Regions from separate parts of the Lactuca sativa genome. Here region 1 is linked to region 2. Evidence: chromatin contacts called from public Hi-C data. All regions are on one chromosome and are shown on one strand. Each heading gives the region's core, a stretch centred on a gene start, on an enhancer-like site or on the middle of the called end of the contact. The rest is flanking DNA. Distances are from core to core; before and after follow the strand shown. Region 1 holds the start of LOC111909540 (putative ABC transporter C family member 15). Region 2 holds the start of LOC111918308.

What was found. A called contact is a pair of places that touch in the nucleus more often than the background predicts.
Region 1: a Hi-C map of leaf shows a contact between it and region 2, with 8 times the contacts expected there. The contact joins the promoter of LOC111909540 here to the promoter of LOC111918308 in region 2. A contact is called at or near these places in 3 of 4 Hi-C or Micro-C datasets (bud, leaf and seed).

What each region holds. Positions count from the first base shown.
Region 1 is chr8:281,138,975-281,142,316 of Lsat_Salinas_v11, reverse strand. It overlaps LOC111909540 (putative ABC transporter C family member 15), which reads left to right and starts at 1,604. Exons shown (of 9, transcript XM_023905341.3): 1 at 1,604-2,721. The coding sequence starts at 1,833.
Region 2 is chr8:280,439,281-280,442,683 of Lsat_Salinas_v11, reverse strand. It overlaps LOC111918308, which reads right to left and starts at 1,908. Exons shown (of 1, transcript XM_023913988.2): 1 at 1,480-1,908. The coding sequence starts at 1,906. The coding sequence ends at 1,481.

The sequences.
Region 1 (3,342 bases), core at 355-2,854, 700 kb before region 2:
TCTCCAATAGGGTGGAAGGTGCCGAGAGTCATCGAACGACCATAGTGAAGTGGGAATCAGGTTGTCAAGGATATCAGGAATCAGGTCGACAGTGTTGGAATCAGGCCTGTCGACGCATTAGATGTAATTATGTAAACGAAATCGAATTTAGACTATATACGATTAAACAAAATCCCAACAACCACCACGCTTCCATGGCCGACGATCATCGTCATCAAGGTGATTGTTCAACGGATCCTACGGAAGTTTCATCTCGACCTGATCCCAGATTCTAAATTGACGAATTTCATCTCGACCTAATAATGGGGAAGTTTCGCGTTTCCAGTGAAGAAGGATGGTGGTGTAGAGAGTGTTCGATGGAGTTGTGAAGAATGAAGTTTTTTGTTTGCATCCCACATCGCTCATGTTTCCAGTGAAGAAGGAAATTTCGTGTTTATATCCCACATCGCTGGTGGGACAATAGACGAAGGCACACATATCTTATAAAAGGAGAGTTAGTTCCTTTAAAAATTCAAACCCAACTAGGTAGGCTAAAAAAACCCGACCCAACTATATTTTGGGCAAGTTTGCTCCTTTGAGCTGGTGGGTTGAAGTCATTTTGGTCCGATTTTAGGTCCATTTTGGTGCGAATTAGTCCGATTTGGACTGTCTTTGACCGATATTGACAAAGGCCGACTAGCTTACCCGATAACAATTATTCGTAAGCAGTTGGAGTCCGCCAAATGCCTAGGCGCCGATTAATCGGCCGCCTAGACCGATTTTTACAACCTTGATATATATATATATATATATATATATATATATATATATATATATATATATATATATATATATATATATATATATATATATATATATATATATATGTATATATATATATGGTAGATTATGGTAGATATGACACTTTTAAAGTTTATGAAACATAAATATCATATTTAGAAATTAGGTTGGACAAATATAATATTTTGATATTTAAAAATGACATATGAAATTGTCATATTTTTTTCTTCTAATTTCTTATTTTTAGTGCTAAACAAACAAAGTAAATGGACCACACCAAATAAACTACTTAAGAGTCTTTTGCTTATGGATTTAAATAAACACTTTCAGATCAATTGTTTTATTTTGATCATAACGTTTTTGACACCACTAAATAAGCTAAATTAAATGTTTGAATATGCTATTTATTTGAATTTGCTATTTTATTTGTACTTGTCAACTTATTGTGGTACCATATACCTTAACTCATGCATTTTTTTTTCTTAAAATGCTTTCAATACCATATAAGTTAATAATATTTTTTTAAATAAGTTACAATAAGCGATCCAAAAAGAGTTAGTAAAGCTTATATAATTATATTTATGCAAAAAAATATCAACTATATTAGCTAAGCAGCTTTATATTGTTACCTATGAAAACATTAACATGATTTACATAGTTGGTAGCTTATTAAACAATTTATTACATTCCAATGAATCACCCAGGGTATATGAATCATGGGATGTTGGAATCTTTGATAGGGATGTTTGTAACACTCTGAAATTCAATTAATGCGTACATATATACTTTTCTTTGTATTATATATAGTGAATAGTGAAAGAAGGATCAAGACAATTGAAGTATCGACCATAACCTTCAGGCTCATATTCCTCTCACCAACCCACCGTTTGAAGAATCGACACGTGAGTCGCTAAAACCCTTTACAGATCCACATTTCTTAGACTCATCCAATCTTGGATATACATTACCTAATAAATAATTTTATCTTCCATAGTTTTTGTATCCTTTTGTTTCCCCCTTTTCGATTTTTCATTATAGTAATCATTGTTTTGATGTGGGGGTTTTGTTCTTTAATCGATTTTAGTTTCGTTTTCGAGTTGTATAAAGGGGCTTTCGAGGTTCTCGAGTTTCCGTCAATGGCGGCCATTTTGAATACTGGCAATGTGTCTTTCTTCCTGTGGTTATTCATCTGGGGATTCGCTGATATTCTAAAGCAAACAAGGGGTGAAAGAACAAGATTTTCGATTAATTTCTCACGTTTTTCAAAGATTACTCTCGCCTCCAACTTTATAATCCTGATTTCTCATATTGGTTTTTGTGTGTACAAGTTCTTGAAGCACGAGGTTGTACCTTCCGAGTCTGTCACCTCTGCATTAACATGGTCTTTAGCCACTATTGTTACTGTGTATTCATTCTTCAGTAGAAGAGATGAACATACACGAAAATGGCCATGGGTGCTTGTTCTATTCTGGTGTTTTTCCATGATTCTTGATTCAGTTTCAGTCACTTTCATCATCTTCAACTATCTTAAATCCAAAAACATGCATATATTTCTTTCAAAATCGAATCTTGTCGACATGGCCACCTTCCCATTTTCAATTCTTTTGTGTTTCGATGGTCTAACATATCGTGTCACCAAGAAACACGAAGAACTAGATGAACCATTGCTCCAAGAAACTAGCAAAGACACTAGCGCTTTTACAAAATCAGGAATTTGGAAAAGGGTTACATTTAATTGGTTAAACCCTCTTTTTGAATTGGGTCATGCTCAAAAACTCGAGTTTAATCATGTTCCTTCGATTCCTGAATCTGAAACTGCTCAAGAAGCTGCATGTTTGTTGGAAGAGTCGCTTCAAAAACAAAAAACTCGAGGCTCAGTATTAACCATGGCGATAATTCATGCTATACGACAATCTTTAGCAATAAACGCGATATTTGCAGGTAAGTTCTTGCCTTTCTTTTTCTTGAATTCAGTTTTTTGGGAACAAAGTTTACGAATATGTTTATTAGTTGTACTTTGTTGAAGAGCTTTTGGTTTCTAATAAATTTTTAATGAGTTTGCTACCACCCAATGGTGATTTTTGCATAAAGTTGTCATCTTTGTCGACAATATAACTTATATTTAGTATTTGGGTTTCATGTGATTAATTGCATAAAGTTGTTAATTTTGTAGTTTTTCATCAATTATATTTAAATCTATAAAGTTGTTACGAAGTTTGTTCTTTACAACCACGAATATAATCCAAGAGATCCTCCAACGGACCACCAACACACAAACATATAGGACAAAGTTACAAAAGTTGAAGCTAATATGAATGCACATGGTTGAAGTTATTAAAAAAGTATTTCTTTTTTACTATTCTTGTGACTTTTCTTTTCAAGTTAGACGTGTTTGTTAAATGGAGCTACACAAAAATGGTTTTTAGTTAATCGACTTCAATGTCGACAACTGACTAGGCTTATTAAACTGGTTAAGAGAGTGTTTTTTTTTTTTTGACATAATAAAGAAGACTCGTTTATTTCACATAAGTGGACCACCACTTGAGTTTTCTTCATAATGAG
Region 2 (3,403 bases), core at 659-3,158:
TTCGGTTCGGGTTTTCGGGCCAAATTCTCATCCCTAAGCCCAACCGTCAAAACAGTAGGTGAAAGGAAAAACAATAGACAAACTGTTAACTTTGACTTTTGGTTAAAAATTGGTAAGTAATTAATGGGGATAATGACTTAAAAATGTAATATATTTTTCGATTTGTACACGTTTGGTCACTGAGTTTTTTTTTTCGTCCACATTTACCCCTTTAACTTGTTAAACGGTACACATCCAGTCCTTATGACCGGTTACTCCAGGTTAGCCGGGAAAAATGTCTTATTAGGGTAATATATTTCTCATTTTGTACACATTTAGTCCTTAATATTTTTGTACACATTTAGTCCTTAATATTTTTGTACACATTTAGTCCTTAATATTTTTTTTGTTTCAAAATAAGTCATTTTTTGTTTTTGTACAAATTCAGTACTTATGAATGATTTATTTAGGGTTTTTCTCACGACATCTAACATGAGACTATCATTGATGACATAGACGGTTCTCTTTGGGTGCCCGTAGTGGCACCGACAACCCCTGCTTTTTCTATACGCAATGTAAATTTTTCGATATTATTTTCTTTGACAAAACTTCAAAAATAGTCCATGTAGTTTCCGAAAATATTAAGTTTAGTCTCTAAGTTAAAAAAACCTCACAGATGGTCCATGTGGTTTCAAAACTTTTAACAAATGGTCCTTCCGGCTCACTCCGTTAGTTTTTGGCCGTTAAGTGGAGGGTATTTATGTCATTTCACTGCCACAGGGACCATTTATGAAGATTTGTCTTATTTTAAAAAGAAAAACTAATTATTTAATATTAAAGGGTCCTCTCTCTCTCTCTCTCAAAAACATCCAACCACCTTCTCCATTAGAATTGAAGTTGTTATCTGCTCCTTCTACCATCATCACCACCAGGTGACATCGACCAAGGTAAGTGATTTCATGCCTTTACTCCGATCAAAACACACAAATCCACCGTCATCCCTTCCCTTCAGCAACCCCTTTATTTCGATTGTTCAACAGTAAAATAAGTATCTCCTACCTCCGTTTTCGTTACCTTCACCTTACTTCTACCCTGTCACCACCATCAATCACAGTCCATGGTTTCTTTCAAAGAAGAGAGCAACAAAATCAGAAGACCCTTATTCACTAGTCTAGGTTGGAAGAAACCATTGGAATTGTTCAACCAGTCTCGATTTCTCAATTCCAGTCATGTGTAGGTAAATTCCTAATTCCTTTCACGGGGTGTGATCGAAACTAAATGGGTGTGATATTGCTGCAATTTTCGAGATTCGGTGAATGAGAAAAAAAATTGAGAGATCAGAGATATGAGAGAAGAATTGTGGCCAAGGTTTTGAAGAAGTTCAAGGTTTTATTGAAGGAGAAAGCCTTGTTCTTTAGGTCAATGATCACAACTAACATGCCATTATATAAAATAAAAGAGTACAAACAACAAAATCACAGCTAATAGTGCACCGTCAGATCTAAGAACTCTCAGATATCTTGGTCGCTTCTAAATCAGCTGCTTTTTTCAGAAAACTTTGATCATCATCTTCCACCACCATCTGAATCGACGAAGACCCCAACCCAACGGCAATAGCGAGCATGGTCTTCTTCATTTCCGACCTAAACTCCTCCAGATCAACGGTGCCGTTCGAGTCTTCATCGAAGCTCAGAAACACAGAATCGTAGAGACGGGTAAGCTCCTCCGGGGGCAAGGCGGTGTCAACTCCAGAGTGAGCTTCCAGCAACCTCATGGACTCAAAAGCCTTACGTATCTCGGATCTAGATAGAACGCCGCCGTTGTTGACATCGAGGGAATCGAACTGGGCGTCGACGCTGGTTTTGAACTGAGTTTCGTCGTTAACGAAGGCTTGTACGGTGGACCCGTCGATGATTATTACACCCATACCCATATTTGTATGTTTGTGTTTGTGTGTGTGTCAGAGAGAGAGAGAAAGAGAGAGAGGGAGGACCCTTTAATATTAAATAATTAGTTTTTCTTTTTAAAATAAGACAAATCTTCATAAATGGTCCCTGTGGCAGTGAAATGACATAAATACTCTCCACTTAACGGCCAAAAACTAACGGAGTGAACCGGAAGGACCATTTGTTAAAAGTTTTGAAACCACAGGGACCATCTGTGAGGTTTTTTGAACTTAGGGACAAAACTTGATATTTTCGGAAACCACAGGGACCATTTTTGAAGTTTTGTCTTTTTCTTTTTTCTACTTACCGACAACACCTACTACGAATTGGCAACACCTACTACCAAATCCTGTGCCCGTCCCTGATTGATGAGGTGTTTGAGGCTGTGGATGCTTATGTCCATCGCAGTCTCGACTGATTGGTTGTATAGGTCTTGTGGTTTGACTTAGGTTTTGTATTCCGAACGTCGTAACTTCTTCATACGATATCTGATTTTAACGACCTTTATATCTACATCTTCGTTTTTTAAGTCTGCTATAACTTTCGTTCAGATTACCCCCGTTAAAATATAATATGTTTTTACTTACGATTTTATGAAAAAAAAACATCCATACACGCATTCATAAAAAACGTATGGATATAAAGATCGTAATTAAAAAATATATTACTTTTTAACGGGAGTAATATAATTATATAAACGAAAGTTGTAGTAGAGTGAAATACAAACGCATAGATATAAAGATCGTTAAAATCTGATATAGTATGAAAAAGTTAGGACGTTCAAAACACATGACCTAAGCAACCAAGTAGTCGAGATCGCGATGGACATAAGCATCAAAAGCCTAAACCACCTCGTTAATAATTGTTCCATGTAAGATGTTGTGAGAAAAACTTAAAAAAAAACATTCATAAATATTGAATGATTACAAAAACAAAAATAAATTATTTTGCAACAAAAAACATTAAGGACTAAATGTGTACAAAAATATTAAGGAGTAAATGTGTACAAAATGAGAAATATATTACCCTATTAAGACATTTTTACCAGTTAACCTGGAATAACCGGTCATAAGGACTGAATGTGTACAGTTTAACAAGTTGAAGGGGTAAATGTGAACAAAAAATAAACTCAGTGACCAAATGTGTACAAATCGAAGAATGTATTACCCTTTTAAGTCATTATCCTTAATTAATGTTTTGGCTAGTTTAATGTTTTTCTTTATAAATAATCTTTTATATATATATATATATATATATATATATATATATATATATATATATATATATATATATATATATATATATATATATATATATATATATAAACCCAAAATATTTTAACTATATTCATTTAAAACTTAAAACTCTTTAACTTAACATATAATTACTAATATCAAAAAGCCTTTTATAATTGTATTAAATATTATTTTATGTCTTCTTAGATTTTTTATTTTTGAAATTCTAACAATCTAACTAAT